Regions from separate parts of the Gossypium hirsutum genome. Here regions 2 and 3 are each linked to region 1. A link is a contact called in public Hi-C data. All regions are on one chromosome and are shown on one strand. Each heading gives the region's core, a stretch centred on a gene start, on an enhancer-like site or on the middle of the called end of the contact. The rest is flanking DNA. Distances are from core to core; before and after follow the strand shown.

Region 1 (4,159 bases), core at 12-2,511:
GTTGCTTTAGAATTCCCAACTTTGGTTTATATGCACAGAGCTTTCCGGTTCAGTTAAAGACAAAAGTGGTAAAAAGGCAGACTGATATCATACCATAGGTTGAAACCCAAAAATTCATCAGACCTCCATGCTGTGGCAGTGCTTCTATTTACTTACAAAGAAAGGCTAAGATTTCAGACAAGAAGCCAACGTGTCATCTCATATTTTCCTTTTCAAGAAACATTTTTATTCTTAGTTAAAGAGAGGCTTCAACCTAGGTTCTAGACTTCTAGTCATATCCAATTTGCAAATTGATGTGTTCCAAAAGTACCACATAACATGACTCCAAAATGAAACTTCAAATAACTATTGGAGATGAGTTAACACATACAGCATAGATAATTGGACTAAAACATAACTTGGTGGTTTATAGGGGAAATTTTTTGATAAAGTACCTTCTGAAGAACATGAACTTTCTCCCACTTGTCATTCACCAATTTATAAATGTGAACCTCATTATTATTTGGGCAAAATGCTACCACTGCAGGCAAGAGAAAGTGAATTAAATATGTAGAAAACACAGAAAACAATATCTCATGCAATTTAAAATAAAAAGAACCAAATCATTAGTTCTAAAATTCTCAAAACAAAAAAAAAATTAGCTCTAAAAACACGCATCATTTTAATTAAACATGTATCATTAGTTCTAAATCCAGCATATCACCAAAAAATGGATCAATTTAGAATGAGAAAGTAACGTAAAGAAAGAGTAAATTGACCATTAATTTCATTTTCTTCTTCAATTTTACATTTCTTAGACAAATATCACATCACAATATCATTTAACTCAAATATATACATTCTTTTATTTCCTACATTTTCACAGCAACCAACCGAAACATAAAGATGAAGAGAGGAAATGGAATTTCGACAGAAACAAATTAAAAGAATGAATGAAGTTACTGGAGTGATCGGGACTCCAAGCATGGCAAGTGATGCACTGAGCGAACTGGTGAACGGCGACGGCCGCCATTTTTAAGCTGATGAATTTGATATATTGAGCTCCAAATGAGATGGAGAGAGATCTCTGGAGAAGAGAAAGAACTGTGAAGCGATCTCAGCTTCGGTTTAAAGTCTCTGTTAACAAACGGAAAGCTTGAAAGACTAGACTAGATACCAAATACCAATAGAGGTGCGATTGGACAAGTTCTCACCCGTCGACTTTGGGGATTTTTAGATTTCTTTTTTTCTTTTCAGCAGGTTGAATTATGGGTTAAACATTCATTTAGCCCTCATAATCTCCACTTCTCTTTTTTTTTTCTCCATTACCTCATTTCATTTTTGGATAAACTACACAATTGGTCACCTAACTTTCATAAATTTTCATTTTAGGCACAAAAATTAAAAAGTTTGCAATATGGGCATTGCCATTACATATTTTTATCATTGTAGTCACTTTCATTACATACTTTTATCATTTTAGCCACTTGCCATTAATTTACCATTGCATACACTCATTTTAATCACTCAACTTTAGTAAATTTTCATTTTAATCACTTATTTTCTTTTTAAAATTATTTTTTTCAAAGGAAATATAGGCTTTACAAGAAATTAAGTTATTACGCTATGAGATGAAACCCAAGCTTTTCACTAGTAACTTAATTCCATGTAAAAACTCATATTTTTCCTATAAAAATTTAAGTAATTCCTTGTAAGCCCCCTAAGTTTTTCCTTTACTGAAAAAAATTAAAATTAATTAAAAAAATGGAAATTAAAAGATAAAATGTAATTTCCTATAAATAACAAAATAATTTCCTATAAAACCTTGGTTTTCCCTTTTACTAGAAAAAAAATTCTAAAAAGGGAAAAATAAAATGGAAATGAAAAGATAAATTGGTTTTCTTGTAAAAACTAAGTTTATCCTATAAAAACAAAGGTAATCCCCCTATAAACCCCATATTTTTCCTTCCCTCTCACTAAGAAATAAATTGAAATTAATTCTAAAAAGGAAAAAAAACAAAGAAAATTAAAAATATAAAAAATTATTTTTCTAACCCAAATTTTCCACTATAAAAACCAGGTTTTTCCCCTTTCTAAAAAAACTAAAATTGATTCTTAAAAATGAAATAATAAAGAAAATTATAAAGATAAAATGAGTGACCAAGATGAAAACGTACTAAAGTTGGGTGATTAAAATGATAAAAGTACGTAACGGCGGTGACTAAAATGATAATTGTATGTAACGATAGTGCCCATATTACAAACTTTTTATTTTCGATACCTAAATTGAAAATTTACGAAAGTTGGGTGATTGATAAGGGATAATTATGTATATACAATTATTGTCCTCTCATGCTTGTTTTAGCTTACTTTTGAGTGAAATTGAATCGTTTTAGGGTCAAATCATGTTTTAGGTCATTAATGGATATGTTTGTGTTTTGTGTCACTTTTAGCATTTTGATGTTATTTTAGAGTTTTGGTAATATGCGATGCATAAAGTGTGTTTTTGATAATGTGTTGATGAGTGGAAGACTAAGGACATAAAGGTTTGAAGGCTTGACAAACAGAAAGTCACGCCCCAGCATTGAGTTGCTTGACGTCGCGATGTGGGGAACTGGGATGGCATAAGGTGACCAAGGTTGAGGTAGTGACATTAAAAGATTGGAGGTCGCGACCACGCTAACCATTTGGATTTGAAGAACCAAATGTCCCATGCAGCGCCACAATGTTAGAAAGCCAAAGGCACAATGTTGACTGATCAAGTTATAGGGATCGTGCCAAATAGTGAGTGACATTGCGACGTGAATGCTAAAGTCGGGGTGTCGTTTCCTAAAGTCACAATGTAGAAACCTGAGGCCGTGACGTTAATACCTTGCTCATTGTATAAGAAAAGAACATTCGTGAAGTATGACGTTGGTGTTGGATTTGGTGTCCTAAGTGTAGTATTTTTGGCTACATACACTTCTATTTTTTTCAAACAAAATGGTTTAATATAATTGTATATTGTCCTTAATAGTTTTTACGTGCAAAGTAAAATGAAAGCAAATATTGGCTCAATGGTTATCTAACGTTTAACTAATACTAAGCGATATTACATGGTCAGATTGTAATACGAAAAGATAACTTGTATTAGTAGATGACCTGTAACACCCTATACCCGAGTCAATCATCAAGTCTAAGCTACAGTGTGCCACATTTGTTGTCGGAGCAACCATGATCAAATTAAATATGAATTCACATCATCAAGCTATTATTCATAAAAATTTTAAACAAACAATACAATATAGAATTATTCTCGAGTCCTAAACAAGCTTACGAAAGCTTTTAAGTTAACCTAAGATCAAATTAGGACTGAATTGTAAAATTTACAAAACACAATATTGGCGTCGTGACGTCAACATTACCAAGTTGTGATGTCGCCAAACAATTTGTCACGTCATAACATCAGTCAACTCGACGTCGCGATGTCACTCACTGTTTGGCCTCGTTGAGACGACGGGGTTCCTAGTCTCAACGTGACATTATAGGCCATTTATCGTCGTGGCAACATACATTGACGTCGCGACATCACATACTATTTCTGCAATACCACCTTACAGAAGTTGCAATTTTAAGTGTAACAAACCATTTTTCAGTGGTGTTAGAAATAGTGGTTTCGGGGCCACAAATTCGACGAGTGAGTTCATAAATATTATTATGTAATATTTATGAGCCAAATATAGTATAATAAATATTAATTTAATAGTTTATGTTATTTGAATGAATAGTTAAGTTCAAGTGGTTGTCCTTTAAAGTCAAGTGGTTTTAGAAAATGAGGTTTCAAGATCTCATTTTTGTAAACCGAGCCTTTAAATATTTACAGACTTACTATATAGGTATATTAAAGTTCGGTCTGGAAATTTTAATGATTTGATTGTTAATTAAAGAAAAATGACTAAATCATAAAAGATGCAAAAATTAATCGCTATTGGTTTATAAAGGCTAAATGGGTTCACATTAATAGTTGGATGGTTTTAAATGGCAATTTGGCCATAATTATATCATAGTGGATGGTTTGGTGTAGAAATAAATTGATTATATATTAATTTTTTATTAAAATGCTAAAATCATAAGTTAATAAAAAAAGAAAAACATGACATTTGATAAGTCATCTTTTTCTTCTATTTTTCCCAACCAAACC
Region 2 (3,978 bases), core at 601-3,100, 130 kb before region 1:
TGTTTTTCTATAGAAACCATGTTGTTTAACCTTTAAGTTTTCTAGAGTATTTGTATTTGTTTGTATACAAATATTCAAATATAAGTATAATGTAATATTATTTAAATAAATTAAATTTTTTTTTAAAACAATTGCATATACTTATCGAACTAATCTTTCAGCATTAACATATACAACCTAAAAGAACTAGGTTGCTTTCTTCAAAACCTATCCATTGTCATTGATATAATTCAGTCAATGTGCTAGCCTTCACCAAGAAGCATAGAGCAAATATATAGTTTATAAGTTATATTAGAAGTCTCCCAATTATAATCTTTATCTAGCCACATCAAAAAAGAAAGAAAAACAAAACCACTTTACAACCTAAGTTTACTGGCATCTTAATTGAAAGCTTCAACTTAATGGAAAAAGGGAAAATGAATGCAACAAAAATATAATATTCAAGTTTCGTATTTACTCCATTTCTGATTCTCTTGGATACAAGACATATTTATATGGATATAAGACTTAAGTCTCTGGGGCAAACTAATAATATTAAAGAAAAAATCTGCAAGAAGCATTGGTTCACGTTTCTTGCTTAAAAATCTATCTACAATACACTTTCTTCATGTTTTTGTCAAATAAATTAGCTTAACTTTTCAAATGTTCCACCCATTTTGACGACTTCATGTTTCTATCTAAATTATTTTTGAAATTACATTTGTATTATTTATTGAAAAAGCTTTCAAAGGGAAGGCTATGGAAGCCTTAACGGATCGGGGTCAAGAAGATTTAATTAATATGGGCTTAGTATTGGTATTGGTATTGGATCAGAATAAAGGGTTAGAAACACAAATAGTTGAGGGCAATGAAATGGGCTTAAATGAGAAAGAAATGCAGATTTCAGTCAATGAAGGGAGCCCAAATTCAAATCAAAATTCAACATTTTTATCAGAAATAGAGGGACCAAGGGATCGGGTTGTAGGATTTGAAATTGAAGAGGAACTTTTCCAAATAAGACAAAACAAAATAAATAAGAAAGTGTTGAATAAGAGAATCAGATCTATGCAAGAGATTTAGGATAGAGTGCTCACAACAAAAGAAAAGCTGAAGAGGGATAGGGGAACGAGAAAATTGAAGGGAAAAGGGGATTCCAGGAACGAAGAAAGCATAACAAACTTGTCATTATCGGACTCAGACATGAATAATAGAAGAAAAGTCGTTCTTAAAGAAGCGAAGAAGACGTGGGAGGTGGGGAAAAATTGGGGTTTAGTGTGCAAGGCGATGAGGAGATAGTAATTGAAGAGATAATGAGGATTGAAGGGCAACAATAAGGAGCTATCAAAGACAGAGGGAAGAGGAACTCGGGATATTGGTGTGTGGTTGGTTTACTGGATTTTACTTTATTTAATTAGTTCGATTGGAAACATGAGAATTGTCTCCTGCAATATCAAAGGGTTGGGGTCTAGCTAAAATAGCAGCTGTTAATAGATTAGTAAGAAAGACTATGGCAAATGTCTGCTTCCTTCAAGAAACTAAGTTAGAAATGGTGTCAGTGGATTTAGTTAGAAAATTTTGGGGCAATGACTGCTTTGAATTTAAATTTGCAGCTGCAATAGAAAGGTAAGGAGGATTGATAACAATATGGGATAAGGGTATGTTTACGACCAATATGGAGTTTAGTGGGAACAGGTTTATTGTAATTGAAGGAAAGTGGGTGTGTGAAGTGATGGAGGCAGTATTGATTAATGTATATGCTCCTAACAATCTGTCAGATCAAAAAATTCTTTAGGAAGTTCTATATAGGTTGAGAAGTCAATTTAGTAGTGCATGGATAGTAGGTGGGGATTTTAACATGGTGAGAAATAGAAGTGAATGAATCATCTGTTCGGGCATAGAGAAGGGGTCAAAGGAGTTTGGTGACGTTATTGATAGATGTAAACTGGTAGATTTGTCGTTATTGGGGAAAAAGTTCACATGGATTGGTCCGGACAATAAACGTAGTAGACTTGATAGATTTTTACTAGAGGAAGAATGGTTAGTTCAATTGAAAGACTTACAACAAGAAGGACTAAACAGAACGATATCGGATCATATACTAGTTTTGTTGGCAAATGAAACAATCGAATGGGGACCAAGACCGTTCAAGTTCGTTAATGGATGGTTTAAAAAGCAAGATTGTAGGAGACTAATTGAGAAGGAATGGTCGGGAATGAGTAGTTTAAAAGGGCAAATGGCAGGAAAATTGCGAAAACTCAAGGGAGCTCTCAAGAAATGGAATGTGGATGCTGGCAATGTTTTGGAAAAAAGAATTATAAATAACGAAGATAGGATAAAGGAGATTGACGAAGCTAGCGAACATAGAATGTTGACCGAGTAGGAAACGAAGGAATTAAAAAATTTGAACGTCGAACTTTGGGATGCTAATTGTGCTTCTTCTTTTTTTTCCATAGAGCAGTTAAAATCAAGGCTAAAAGAAAGATGGTGTATAGCTTGAAAATTGGGGGTCATTGGTACAAGGAACCTAAGGAGATAAAATAGGGACTGTACATTTTTTTCAAAAATTATTTTAATTGCCCAGCAAGAAAGTGGAAAATGAATTTGGATTTGAAGTTTAGAATACTTAATGAAGAGATGGCTTTGAGATTAGAGGAACCATTTTTGATGGATGGGATTAAAGAGGCTGTTTGGAGTTGCGATGAATCGAAAGCACCTAGACTGGATGGTTTTAATCTGTGTTTTTTTAGAAAAAGTTGGGAGATTGTAAAGGAGGATCTATTTAGATTGATGTCTGATTTTCTCATATCAGGAAAGCTTGAGAAGAGTATCGATTCATCATTTATCACACTCATTCCGGTGTCTTAAGAGATAATGAGAGAGTCACAAGAGCTTTATTTTTAGGTTCTGTAGCAGCAAATGATACTGATCTGATAGAGATTAGCGCGGCGATGTTAGCATTGGAAGTATTTTTAGCTACGAAATGGAAGCTAAATGATTATATATTTATAGAACTTGGTTCAATAGTGGTGTTTAATTGGTGTGCAAATAAGTCAATAAGACCATGATCCCTTCAAGCAACTTTTACAGAAATTGAAAGAGACATTGAGAAGGTAGGAGATGTTGTTTTTCCAATGGCAGAAAAGAATGGAAACGAAATGACATCTTCCTTGGTGATTGCAAGTATAATTCGTTAGGAAATGTTTAAAGCTTGGTGGTGAGCTATTGCTTTGATGTAAACATAGGTATATTAGTGATTAAATGTGGTTTCTTTTGGAATGCTATAATGTTAAACTTTTGAAGGTTGTTCTATTTGTTTTTTACAACAGAACAGATCGAATGAAGCAAAAAAAAAAAAAGCTTTCAATTTATGGATGTTTCAATTATACGTTGGGATAGAACAATTAATATAACAAGGTAAATTAAGAAGCAAAGTAATGAGAGAAATAACATAATATTTGTTAAGCAGTTTGGATCAACAATTCTACTTTATGGAATCTCGATTAGAGAATGATTATGTTCAACAATTAAACTAGTGGAATGACGGAAATGTGCAAGTGTACACAATCATTATCAAGTAATAAAATAACAAGTAAATGTCGCGTTATTGTACCCACATGAACCATGCAAAGAAATATCTATGAAATGCAATTAAAAACACTTTGGTGAAGAAAAATCTTTTATTTTAAAAAAGGGTTTAATAAAACTGGATTTTAACTAAGTAAATTAAACTAAGAAGATTAAAAGATTAAAGTTCCAAAGCACAATTTCTGAAAAATAAGTTTCATCCATATGACATAATTGTGTTATATTAATTATATTTTTTAACTTAATATTACGAAAACAATATTCATGTTGTTATGAATAAATTCATGGCAAGTTGGTAATTTGCTAACTATAAACACATACTGACTTACTAAATTAACTAATCTCTTGAACATATTACTATGCCAATTCAAACAATTAATCAATTTAAATAAGAAAGTAAAAGATTAAGTGAGG
Region 3 (4,390 bases), core at 1,666-4,165, 220 kb after region 1:
CTCACCATTTGGTTCTGCCGATCCAATTACCGAGGATGAACATCTCCCATCCATTTTTATCCCAATCGATTCAAAAAACTGTAAATCATTGTCTAAAATTTCAGGCACAGACTCACTTGCAGATTCAATTTCATTACAACTTTCTTCTATTGAGTCACAATCATCTTCTCCAACTGTAACACGGGTTGATGTTCTGGGTATCTGCTGACATGACTCTTCAATGATTGCATTAGCATTTCCAGAAAATGATGACAACCTGCCAACTTCATTCCCCATACAAGCAACTTCAGACACTGTCTCAGCCCCAGCTACAGGTAAATTTTCAACATTTGCCTTGACAAGCATGCTCCTGTTATTATGCTCCCTAGAAAGAAAGTAAGAGGATTCTCTTTCCATAAAACTCCGAGGGCAAGAGTGAAATATGTTATCTACCATGTGAAGCTGGCAGGACGAAGGCACATGGGCAGCATTTTCATTAACATCAGAAGTTACTTCTGAATCTTCAATTAACTGCTCACCCTCATCCTTCACAGCAGCCACCTTTAAACCTACCTGAGGCTTTTTGAATGTCCCAACATTTTTCTCTATTGCCGTGTCAGAGGCAGCCACTGCTTTCACAGGCTCCAATGAAGATGGGAGAAGCAAATCCTGCATCACATCCTGCATTACATCTGAGTAGAACCTTTTGACACTAGCACCTACAGTCTGCACCTGATCCTCCACATATTTAACTGTGTCCTGTTCCCAAATATAATGAGTCAATGGAATTCTGTAATAAACTTACATGAGAGTACACATGACTTAAGGGGGTGGGGAATCAAAGGCTACAAGTGAGTATCAAGCACATCAACATGGCGTAACAAGGAAGGCCCTATGCAGATACAAGTTAACTGAAATAAGAAGCCCAAACATAGTAATACATAATTTTGCAAGAAAGCTGTGCCAAAAACAGTTACTTATATGGAACACAGAAAAAACAAGGGAAAAAGATCAAATGCTGAGAAGGTGTGACAACATTCTACCAGGGTTCTCATGAATTGAATGCATAGAACCTCCTTTGGACATGAAAAAGGTTGGGGAAGATACAAGAGAAAGATTATCTAATGGAGCATACCTGGTACATAATTTCTTCTGCCTCTAGGCACATGGCTTCAAATTTCTGATATACATGACCAACCCAAGTTATACCTTTTAAATCCATAATGACCATCAATCAACCTTAGCAGAACAGCAGTTGGATTTCTTCCACTGTCTTCTGTTTGCAATTACCTCTAAACGCTTATCTGAACATAAGTAGATTTAAATTACTAATCTCTTACCAGAACAGAACCAACATTTTAGGAAGCTCAGTTTAGACACACACGCATATCATAGCCCAACAGGGATATGCTAAATAACTTAAATTAGTATAATTAGATTTAGTAATTGCATTCACATTGTGCCAACTCTGACAAAAAGGAAAGAGTTAATCGGAGATGGCCCTTAATCTAATTGCTCACCTAGGTGACCTATTTGAATGAACAAGGCCTTCTACTATTACATTTTAAAATAAAATCATTTAACGCCCAGACATACAAAAAGTCACTGTCTGAATCTTATATAACTTACATTAGTCTCTTCGGAGGCCACCATGTGATCTCCTCTCATGCTCAAACAACATCAAAGTTGAGCCAAAATTTATAATTTAAAAGGTAAGCAAAACAGAAAAAATAATGGAATCTTCATTGATACTCAATTTGTCCTAATTTCCGGTCTTCATTCTGCCAAGCCTCTACTAGATGCATAAACTTGTTAAGTTTTAACCAAAAGACACAAAACATGGATCACAGGAAAAGGTAGAAGACTTTTATTGGTGGAACCAAGGTATCTTTCATGTCTGTTTTATGGTCCATAGAAACTAATCCCACTGTTTTCTAAACCAGACCAGTTGGATTGGGAACTGGCTGGGATAATGGTCCAAAAAGGGGGTTGAACTAGTTGACCCACAAACCGGTTTTTTTCCTATTTTTTAAATTTTTATTCAATTGAACCTGATAAACTGGTCAGACCAAGAACCGGTGGTTTGACCGGTTCGATCACTGGCCCATTTCTGAAATCCTTGACTAATTCATGGTTGACCCTTCCAACAATGTCATCTCGGAAGTTTGAACTCAAGTCTTCCCCCATGTAGTGCAATGTGAGTTGGTAAAGTGGGAGACACTTGATGAACACCCAGGATTCCAATACCAGGAAACATGTATACTATGAAACATCAATTCTACAGATGCAATCAATGGTAAAAATGACACATATAGTAAAAAAAATTATACATATCAAACCCTAGAAAGATCAACAGAGTTTAGAATCAATAATTTGAAGCGAACAAATTACTGTTTTAAGCACACAAAGCCCATTAAAGCATTAACAGCTTCAGCTAAAATTACATAATTCGACGCCAGACCATACACTAAACTAAAACGAAAGATCATTTTAATCCAAAATGAAAATAAGTTTAAGTTAGCAGGCAAGCCAAAGGACATGAAAACCAGAAGCAAGACAAAAATAATAAAATACCCAGGAAAAGAAGCAAGCCCAAAAATACAAAACAGAAACCCTTGATGGAAATTAATTAGATAGTGAACATACGTATAGAAGGCGAGAGAGAGTTTTATCTGAAATCCCCCTTCCAGTTTCCTCTTAAAACAATGGATTGAAGGTAGAGAAGATGGAAGAAAGCAGAAGCTAAATGATTGCTGGGTGGGAAAGTTAAATGGATTTCGTTGTGTGGTCGGGAATCATAAACACCCAAGCCAATATATTTTGTTTGTTTTATTGTTTAAAGCTTTGGGTTGAAGGAAAATGGAAGAAGGGCAGGGGAAGTGGAGAGAGTTTTGATCACATGTTATTTAGTTATTGGTAGAAGCGTGTCCGTTCCGTTCTCTCAGAACCATAAAACTAAGGTTTACTAATCACGATTGTGGGCCCATCCCCAAAAATATGTCTTCTTTTTCTTTTATTCTTCACGGTGAGACTTGAGAGGATGTAGACCTCTCCATTTTCGTTCCACCTGTTATAACAATTTTTTGTTTTTTGTATTTTGTTCTTTTATTTAAAAATTAGATAAATTAGAAAATGATTTTTTTCCTTAAAAAATTCATTTATATGCATGATTTGACTTTTTCAATTTTTTTATTCTCCTTCAACACTAAAAATAGAAAGGTTTAATAACAATTAGTCTAAAAAATATTTTTGTAAAAAGTCAATTAAAATTGGAAATAAATTTTATTTGCTTTTCAAAAAATAATTCTTTTTGTAAAAATTTTTTTCGAAAAATTATTCTAACCGGAATAAAATAATTTGAAATATATATATTTTAATATAAATAAATAAAATTTATTTTCAGTTGGAATCAAATCTTTTACAAAAAAATTATTTTTTGGTAGAAAAAACTTTTTGGACTAATTGGTAGTAGGCCTATCTATTTTTTGTGTTGAAGGAGAATAAAAGAAAATAGTAAATAAGAAGGGGTTATGAAGCAATTTAACCCTAAAAGCTTTTTTTAGCAATCAATTAAAATGGAAAATTTACATATTAGGTCCTTGAATATTTTAGGTCATCACATTTCAATCTTGTGCCGCCAATTTGTCAAGCGGCACCAGAACACTGTAGCAAACATACCATTTTGGTAAATAATCTCATGGATATACTATTTAAGCTATTAATTATTATTTTATATTATTGAAGTAAAAAAGTCAGATTTATAAGATTTTTTATAAAATTATTAAAATTTTAATAGTTTTAAATAATTTACTATAAAAAATTATAATTATTTTAAAAAAACTACATCCATGATGAATTTAGATAACTTTTGTCCATGTTCATTTGAACATGGACAACCATTTGCCTAGGTTCATCTTAGATATTTTTAAATAATTATTAAAATATATTTATTTTTGAGATTTTTTTAATTTTTAAATATTTGTTGATGTGGTAAAATATGGCACACCAAATATCGTTATCCGATTGTTTCACCAGTCTCATCATCGCTTAAAAGTAGAAATGGATGGAATTTTTAATAGAATGACCAAGTTGCTATTTGATCTAAATTACAAAGACTAATTTACTCATTTTTGAATAGAGGGGGCGAAATACAATCCGGCTCCTTGAATAAGGGCCTCCATGGTACTTTTGCCTCATTCTACTCATCCTTTAGTTTCACTCATTTGCACTAAAAATTTTTTAAAAAAATTCAAATAATCACTCACTTACATTAAAAAAATTAAAAAAAAATTAAATAATCACTCAACAGCACGTGTGGATGGAATTTTTAACTGAATGGTCAATTTGAACTTTTTTTCATTTATAAGGTCTAATTTACCAATTTATTGCATAAAAGAAGTAAAATGCAATC

Evidence for each region. Hi-C and Micro-C count contacts between places; a contact is called where the count stands out from the background.
Region 2: a Hi-C map of leaf shows a contact between it and region 1, with 2.5 times the contacts expected there. The contact joins the enhancer-like site here to the promoter of LOC107914491 in region 1. A contact is called at or near these places in 16 of 34 Hi-C or Micro-C datasets (anther, callus, hypocotyl and 3 more).
Region 3: a contact with region 1 is called in a Hi-C map of leaf, with 1.5 times the contacts expected there. The contact joins the promoter of LOC107915372 here to the promoter of LOC107914491 in region 1. A contact is called at or near these places in 2 of 34 Hi-C or Micro-C datasets (both in leaf).

What each region holds. Positions count from the first base shown.
Region 1 is chrD10:18,107,295-18,111,453 of Gossypium_hirsutum_v2.1, forward strand. It overlaps LOC107914491 (actin-related protein 2/3 complex subunit 1A), which reads right to left and starts at 1,262. Exons shown (of 15, transcript XM_016843418.2): 1 at 943-1,262; 2 at 435-520. The coding sequence starts at 1,012.
Region 2 is chrD10:17,975,036-17,979,013 of Gossypium_hirsutum_v2.1, forward strand. No RefSeq gene overlaps it. Among protein-coding and RNA genes, the nearest start is that of LOC121222164, 5.5 kb to the left of the region's middle. Within about 2 kb of position 1,851, at least 5 of the 9 cell types and tissues checked have an H3K27ac peak or open chromatin away from gene starts, as enhancers often do. A contact at or near this core is called in hypocotyl and leaf, where this site is marked.
Region 3 is chrD10:18,321,048-18,325,437 of Gossypium_hirsutum_v2.1, forward strand. It overlaps LOC107915372, which reads right to left and starts at 2,916. Exons shown (of 5, transcript XM_041102151.1): 1 at 2,626-2,916; 2 at 1,115-1,283; 3 at 6-738. The coding sequence starts at 1,210.